2 separate regions of the Sus scrofa genome follow, and region 1 is linked to region 2. A link is a contact called in public promoter capture Hi-C data. All regions are on one chromosome and are shown on one strand. Each heading gives the region's core, a stretch centred on a gene start, on an enhancer-like site or on the middle of the called end of the contact. The rest is flanking DNA. Distances are from core to core; before and after follow the strand shown. Region 1 holds the start of ROCK1 (rho-associated protein kinase 1). Region 2 holds the start of USP14 (ubiquitin carboxyl-terminal hydrolase 14).

Evidence for each region. Promoter capture Hi-C pulls out the DNA fragments that hold promoters and counts their contacts.
Region 1: a contact with region 2 is called in a promoter capture Hi-C map of fetal liver, with 2.6 times the contacts expected there. The contact joins the promoter of ROCK1 here to the promoter of USP14 in region 2. A contact is called at or near these places in 2 of 5 promoter capture datasets (fetal liver and liver), 4 of 47 Hi-C or Micro-C datasets (brain, embryonic fibroblasts, heart right ventricle and 1 more) and 1 of 2 datasets of contacts at active chromatin or transcription factors (alveolar macrophages).

What each region holds. Positions count from the first base shown.
Region 1 is chr6:106,313,699-106,318,062 of Sscrofa11.1, reverse strand. ROCK1 (rho-associated protein kinase 1) reads left to right here and starts at 3,065. Exons shown (of 33, transcript XM_005653400.3): 1 at 3,065-4,107. The coding sequence starts at 4,015.
Region 2 is chr6:106,137,031-106,141,248 of Sscrofa11.1, reverse strand. It overlaps USP14 (ubiquitin carboxyl-terminal hydrolase 14), which reads left to right and starts at 1,532. Exons shown (of 16, transcript XM_021096159.1): 1 at 1,532-2,135. The coding sequence starts at 1,547.

The DNA.
Region 1 (4,364 bases), core at 1,816-4,315, 180 kb before region 2:
GAGGTTCCCAGGCTAGGAGTCTAATCAGAGCTATATGGCTGTCGGCCTACACCACAGCCCCAGCAAGGCCAGATCTGAGCCACGTCTGTGACCTATACCACAGCTCACAGCAACACCGGATCCTTAACCCACTGAGCAAGGCCAGAGATCGAACCCACGTCCTCATGGATACTAGTTGGTTTCGTTAGCTGCTGAGCCACAAGAAGAACTCCTGCCATTGGTTCTTGGATCCGGGGTTTGGGAACCTCTAGTCAAGCCGCTGTTATTAAACTTTGTCAAGGTCCTTTTTATTCACATTTTGCTAAAATCATTTCACATCTTTCTCTAGGGACTGTAATCATAGGGATTATATTGCAAATTTTAAAATTCCCTTTTTTATACGGAATCATTTAAATCTGTGCCATGTAGGAGTTCCTGTCATGGCACAGTGGAAACGAATCTGACTAGAAACCATGAGGTTGTGGGTTTGATCCCTGTCCTTGCTTAGTGGGTTAAGGATCTGGCATTGTTGTGAGCTGTGGTGTAGTTCACAGACACAGCTTGGATCTGGCATTGCTGTGGCTGTGGTGTAGGCTGGCAGCTACAGCTCCAATTAGACCCCTAGCCTGGGAACCTCTATTTGCTGCCCTAAAAAGACAAAAAAGAAAAAATAAATAAATAAATCTGTGCTATGTAAATACTTGTTATTGTATTAAGATTGGATAGTGTTAGCATACTCAGCAGTTACAACTGGGGATGCTGAGTCAGACTGTCACTGTTCCAATCTGGGCCTGTCATGACCTTGAGCAAGTAACATATCTTTCTGTACCTGTTCCCCATCTGCCATGTAGAGATAATCATAGCAGAGTTCTTTTGAAGTTTTAATGAGATAGGTAAGAAATAGTGCCTAAAACATGGTAAGCACTTACTATTATTATGTGTAATAATATTATATTCTTATATTTATACATGGAATCAGTAGCTTGCAATTGCACTTAGGATCTTAACTTATTCTTCAAGTGTGATCTCAGATATTCACAATACTTTTGAAGAGACTAGTAACAATTAGACAATAGAATTTTAAAGTTGGAAAGGAACTTTAATGTCCTATGATTCTACTCTTTTACAGGTGAGGATTTTTCTATTAAAAAACAAAAACACTGATACAGAGTCTATCCATCTTAATGTAAAAGACACCGCATAGGTTACAATAATCAGAATAGCCTTGTGGATCAGTAAAACAGGCCTCACATATATTTCTGGTAGCTTTGCTAGACTGATTTTCAGTCCCACTTATCAGTGCCACTCATGAATTGTCTTAGCTGCATTTTTTCATGTGTCTAAGTGGAAAGCAGCATAATGCTCACAGTTCTCTGAGAAAAAAACAAAATTCCTAAGACTACCTAAAAATGGTAATAAAAAAGGACAAGCAGGGTTTAGAAAATTTATTCTAAGGCAACTGCCAGATTTATTTTAAGCCCTACGCTTAAAAATAAATTTAATTCACATGACTGGCTTAAAACACTGGAACCAAGAAAAGTCACTGCAAAAGCATTTAATGAAATACCTGAATTCCATCTAGGTTTTTTTTTTTTTTGTCTTTTTGCTATTTCTAGGGCCACTTCTGCGGCATATGGAGGTTCCCAGGCTAGGGGTCTAATCGGAGCTGTAGCTGCTGGCCCACACCAGAGCCACAGCAACAAGGGATCCGAGCCTCGTCTGTGACCTACACCACAGCTCACAGCAACGCCGGATCCTTAACCCACTGGGCAAGGTCAGGGAGGGAACCTACAACCTCATGGTTCCTAGTCGGATTCATTAACCACTGAGCCATAATGGGGACTCCCCATCTAGTTGTTTTTGATATGATTCTTGTGAGGACTTCCTATCTTGATTTATACAGTGGATTTTACATCTATTTCTTGTATCTAATGCAATGAAAAGAGAAGAGACATTTTTCAAATAATATAACTTTTCCTAAACCCTGACTCACTTCAGAAAGTTGGTGAACTGTTCAGACGCTGCACAGTGATTTTTACATACAAAGACAATTGGTTCATCTGCAGCATTTTCCAGTGTGGGATAAAACATTTACATTTTTTATTTCTGGCAATACTTCATTTGACCTATGAGCAAAACTAAAGATTGACTACATACGAATTACGGTAGATTTCCTGCTGAAAGCAGTGAGGAACATAACTTTATCAGCAGATTGGGGAACAGTCTCACTCTCTCAGTACAGTCAATGACGCAACTTATTTAAGAGGACATGCCCATTATTTTCACGTTCTACTTTAGTCTGGTAAAATCACAATTCCAAGTTTCACTGAATGTTTTGAAATTGAAACGTCAGGATTACGCATCAATAAGTGAACTACAATGGTGTAGGACAACTAGTAACATTAACTTAAAAATACGGATTTTTCCTACGAGATTATAATTATTATTTGGCTTGTTTTTTAAACTAAACTGAGTTTGATTTCTACTGACTAGATCTTCCGGAGTCAATATTTTAATGCTCCCCTGACACACACGCTCGGTTTAGGAGGGTTATGAACTGCATTGCTTCGTAATTTTCCCATGGAAGCACAGGCGAGTTAAACCATGTGGAGTTCACTCAGTACTACTGAAGACCTGAAACCGGTGGTGCCAAAATGCTGATGCCTGCCGGCGGAAAGGTATTTGCCCTTAAAACAAGAAACAAACGACAACAAAAACAAAAACCCACTTAGCTCCAAAATAACAATAACAAGCACCCTTTCTTTCTTGCCAGAATTCACCCGACGGTTGCAGCCCAAAGGAAGCGGAGCTGAGGCAGCGGCCAGGACGCGACTAGAGGCAGCAAGAGCTCCTCCCCAGCCCGGACTCTCACAGCCGCTTCCTAAGCGCTGCGTGGCTCCCTAGAGCCTGCCGGCGAGAGGGTTACGCTGCCTGCCGCACCCGGTCGGCTCCTCACGGCTGCCAGCCTACCCCGCCCGCCCGCGAAGCCCGGGGTGCGCCACGCCTTCCGTCCGGCCCCGCCCAACCCAGCCCCGCCCGGCCCTGCGGAGGCGCCGGAGTGCGCGCGCGCGCGCGCGCGCGAGGCAGGCCCGGTTCCCCTTCCGAACGTCCGCGCCCCGCATGCGCAGTCTACGCCGGCGGTCTCCGTTTGTTTGAACAGGAAGGCGGACATATTAGTCCCTCACGGCCCCCATCGCCCCACCCCCCAAAGCGTTCGCCGTCGCGACTCGCCCTTTCCCCAGCCGGGGCCGCAGCACCTCCCAGGAGCTCCCCCAGCAGCAGCCGCCGGGACCCGACTCTCATCTCCTTTACCGGCCGCTCTCCAGCCTGTCCTCTCCTAAGTCTCCATCGGGCACCGACCTCGCCCTGCCCCGCCGGACGCCACAGCAGCAGCCCCAGCAGCGCCAGGACAAAATGGGAGAGTGAGGCTATCCCTCGGGGACCAGCTCTTGGCCGGCGCGGGTCGGTGCGTCGGGCCGGGCCAAGTGGTGCCGGGGATGCAGGGCTAGACCGCCTCCAGCGCCTCAGAACGGAGCGGGCCCGGCCGGGGGCCCAGGCGGCGGCGGCGGCGGCAGCTGGCACGGCTCCGCACCCGCCCTTCGCTTTCGCCTTTCCTCCTCTCCCTCCCCTGCTGCCCGGAGGAGTCTCCACCCTGCTTCTCTTTCTCTACCCCCTCCTGCCCATCTCGGGACCGGGAACTCTCCATGGCCAAGGCGGCCGGGGCCCGCTAGGCTGAAGCATTTGCCTGGAGCGACAAGTCTGGTGGCGACGGCGCTGTCGGCTGTCGTGAGGGGCTGCCGGGTGGGATGCTACTTTGGGCATCCGAGCGGCTGTGGGTCGCCGTCGCCCCCGGCCCGGGGTCTGGAGAGCGGAGATCCCCTTAGTGAGGGGGAGGAGGGGGACCGCGCGCACCTGGTGACCCTGGAGTTCCGGCTCCTCCGCCCGGCGGCCGCGAACCCACCGCCGGAGGAAGTTGGCTGAAATTGCTTTCCGCTGCTTGTGCTGGTACGAGGGTATTGTCACAGTAGCAGCAACATGTCGACTGGGGACAGTTTTGAGACTCGGTTTGAAAAAATCGACAACTTGCTGCGGGATCCCAAATCGGAAGTGAATTCAGATTGTTTGCTGGTGAGTAGCCCAGTTCTCTTTTGCTTGTCTGAGGTTCTCTGTTTATTTCCTTCCTCTTGCTTTCAGTCTGGTTATCGGCAAAAGAAAAATTCAGGTGTGGAAAACACCAAAATCTGGTGGTGTTTGTGAAGAATATTGGAGTACCACTAAAATCTCGTGCTGTGGCCCTGTTTATCATTGTACTAACTACTCTCTCAACTTGTAGTTCTGACTCAGTTCATCATTACACAAAAGACACTTAATAAACTTGCAGGCAT
Region 2 (4,218 bases), core at 283-2,782:
AAAAGGAATAACATAATGCTATTTGCAGCAACATTAATGAAACTAGAGATTATCATCTTAAGTGAAGTAAGTCACACAAAGACAAATATCGTATATTATTTGTATGTGGAATCTAAAAAAGACACAAATGAATTAATTTTCAAAACAGAAATAGACTCATAGACACAGAAAACAAACTTAGGGTTGCCAAAGGGGAAAGGGATGGGAGGGATAAATTAGGAGTTTTTGATTAACAGCTACGCCCTATTATATATAAAATAAATAACAAAGATCTAGTGTATAGCATAGGGAACTTTATTCAACAGCCTGTAATAATCTATAATGGAAAATAATCTGAAAAATAAAATATACTTCTATATGTATAATTGTATCACTTTGCTGTACACTTGAAACTAACACAACATTGTTAATCAAATATACTTCAATTAAAAAAAAAAGTCTGTTGGAGTTCCTAATGTAATGAAGCAGAAACAAATTCAACTAGCATCCATGAGGATGAGGGTGCCATCCCTGGCCTTGCTCAGTGGGCAGGGATCCTGCTTGCTGTGAGCTGTGTGCAGGTCCCAGATAGGGCTCAGATGCCAGATTTCTGCGGTGTAGGTTGGCAGCTATAGCTCCAATTCCACCCCTAGCCTGGGAACTTCCACATGCCGTGGGAGTGGCCCTAAAACGCAAATAAATAAATAAATAAATAAATAATAAAAATAAAAAAGCCTTGGAGTTCTCTTGTGGCACAACAGCTTTGGCACAGGTTTGATCCCTGACCTCAGAATTTCTGCGTGCCTGGATGTGGCCAAAAATAAATAAACTAAATAAAAAAGAAAAGTCTGAATCTATTACCATTGGTTTTATGTACTTATAATGCTTAATAAATTCAATATACCCTTTCCACTTAATATTACATACATTACTTTAAATAATGTTCTGTTGCATCTTTGTGTCGTTTTGGTTACATTTTGGGTCACTTTTTTAGGATAGGTCTGGAAGTAGTGAAGCAGTGACCAGTGAATGAGACTCCTGAAGTACACTGACGAAATCACTCTCCAGATGGGTTGTAATGTTTTGAAATATGGATGATTTTAGTTTTGAAATACAGCTTCAACTCATCTTTTGCAGCATATGGGATCATTATAAAATCTCTATATTAGGCAAGAAAGTAACTCAAATTTAAGTTGCATTTCTTTGAAATTCCTGGTTCACTGACAGATTCGATCTCTCCTCTCTAATTCATCTGGAATATCTTAACTGATCTCAACCAGGACAGTTTAGAGTATGAAGAGGCCTTAGAAACAAACCTTCCAGTCTAGTTTCCACATTTTCCATCCTGGGGAAACAGGTCCAAGACAATTAAGTGGAGGGCTGCAAGTAACTCCCACGAGCCACTCAGGGGCATTGTATCTACTCCTTTACTAACCTAGGGAACACATTGTTAGAAACAACAGTAATATGTTACAACAAGACAGAAATATTCGAAGCACTTTGACATTTATTTTTGTGGCAAAATTCTGAAACAAGAGCTAGACATTTTCCCTAACAAGTAGACCAAATGGAGGGGCGGAGCATTAGAAACTACATTAACAGCAAGAATAAAGCTCCAGCTCGTACCGTCCATCATTTAGAAATAAGACCGAGGACTTCTTCAGAAGCTGCTGCAGAATTACTACGTTCTCAGCCTTTCCGCGGTCTGCAGGGCGGGGTCGGGAGTGGGGGGTTGGGGGGAATGGGACGGGGTGGAGCTGGGAGCTCGGGGGCACAGGCGGGGTGCAGTGCGCAGGCGCGCACCTGTGCTGCGCGAGGTCCTTGTGCGCCCCGCCCACCCAGCCATCCCCTCCCTTTTCTCTCCACCTCCAGGCCCCGCCTCGTCGCCTCCCAGTCGCCCCGTGGCTCGGCAGGCAAGCTGCGTATTGCTGCGTCATCGCCAGTGGCCGGTTTGAATGAGTCTTTCGTCGCACCGCGTCTGCCGCCACCGCCGCGCCTCCGCCTCGGCCGCCGCCACAGCTACTTCGCCTCCCTTTCCCTTGGCCGCCCTTGCCAGACCCAGCCTTCCCACGCCGCCGCCTCCCTACGCGCCTCGCCATGCCACTCTACTCCGGTGAGCGCCCTCTTCGCCTCGCGCCCCGCACCTCCGCCACGGGGTAGGCCTCTGGTAGGCCTGGCCAGCAGGGCGGGCGCCCTCCGAGCACGGGGTGGGAGGCTGCAGTGTGGAGCTGACCCCGGCCCCTTTTTGGCTCCCTGCAACGCGAGGGAGCCTCGTGGGGCTTGGGCCGCCGGGTGGGTAGGGTGGGAGCGCGCGGGGAGGTGGGGAAGCAGCGAACGTCGGCCTCTCCAAGAGTGGTGACTCTGCAGAATAGTTTCTGTCGCTGTACTCGCGTTCGTCGAAAGGTGAGGGTGTGTCCCTGGACCCCGGAGACCAGGCTGGAGGTGCTGTGGCATTTCCTAGGCTCTTCAGTGGTAGCCGTGGAAGGGAGCGGCAAGGAGGGGAAGTCTGAGGCAAGGGAGTGATGGAGGGACCTGGGATGTGAGGCTCTCCTTCCTCAGTAGCCTTCCTTCGCTTACCCTTTCCTGCCTTTAAGTTCATCCGCCTTTTTTGTACCAATTTCAATTTTATCCCGAGGTGGATTACGGACTTTTTGCTTCGTTTTCATTTCGTCATACATTGTATTGCTCTTCTTTGTCCGATGCACAGCTTTCGGAAGTAAAGGAATACAAATATCCGCGAGCGTGTTTTCCTTTTGATTGGCATTTGACCGGGTTTTTTTGCATGATGACAGTCTAAGGTGTGGGCAAGAGATCCCGTTTTTACCAGTTAATGGATCTTGCTGTCTCCTGGTCTGATTCAAAATGGCACCTAAAATATATGTGGTGGTTCCAGTTGGCTGAGGATATGTGATTCGTTGGCCATCCTTGACAGTCTATCATGAGTTCTTTATTGAAGATTCAGCATTTTCAAAGAATAACATAAAACAATAGTGTTTAAACTTGGGGTGGATTCCTGATGTTCTAGAGTCTCGAATTTAATACTTTAATATTAAATCTCTTTTAAAGCCACAGCAGTTAACAGTAGAATGGTACTTTAAATATTCCGTTTATGCAATATAGAGTTGAAGGGGCATTAATTAAGGGCAGTAAGTATCAGTGTATGCTACTACTTAAAACACACTGGTAGACCCACACACAATGATCCAGTCCCTGTCGCTGTTCCCCTTAAAAAATGCATATATTCCCCAAACTTTCTATCTTAAAATTTGAGTTCTATTATATGTATTTAATCAGATCTTATCCTCATTTCCATAATGAGGGAACTGAATTAAATTTCTCAGATTTCTTCCTTTAACATCTCCATATTGAGAATCTACATTTTCAGGTTCTGTGAAGAGTCATACATTAAATTACAAACATTTTTAGTACTGTTTTAGTAGAAAATTTTTAGTAGAAAGAAAATTAAATGTCCAGACTCTTTTATGGTTAAGGATAAGTACCATAAAAGTTAACACATTTTTGGGTCTGGTAGAAAGCTAACGGTTTTGATACATGTTGCTTTGTTTTAATTTTTAGCCTAATTTTATAGTACTGGTGTAATTCTCCTTTATAAGTAAATAAAACGTTTAACCTGCCCGTGGTTTCACAGCTCAATAAATTTCAGATAGATTCCTCTTCATTACTGTTTTGATTTGGTTCTCTCTCATCTTTTGTTTGTACTATTGTTATATGTTTCGGGCTTATCTCAGTGATCATAGTTGGCGGTTCCCCTTTTAAACCTGTATATTCCCTGCTGCTGCTAGGGTGATCTAATTTTTTTTTTTTTTTTTGGTCTTTTTGCCTTATCTAGAGCCGCTCCCTCGGCATATGGAGGTTCCCAGGCTAGGGGTCTAATGGGAGCTGTAGCCACCGGTCTACACACCAGAGCCACAGCAACTCGGGATCCGAGCTGCATCTGTGACCTACACCACAGCTCACAGCAACACCCGATCCTTAACCCACTGAGCGAGGCCAGGGATTGAACCCGAAACCTTTTGGTTCCTAGTCGGATTTGTTAACCACTGTGCGAAGACAGGAACTCCTAGGGTGATCTAATGTTCAAATCAGACCAAAGTGGCCTTTATGAAAATCTTTCAAGGATTGTACGTTTCATACAACATAAAGCCTGTATGTGTCAACATGACTTATGTTATCTTCCCTGACTTGATCTTTGGCCAGTTTCTAGTTTTTCACCTGCTT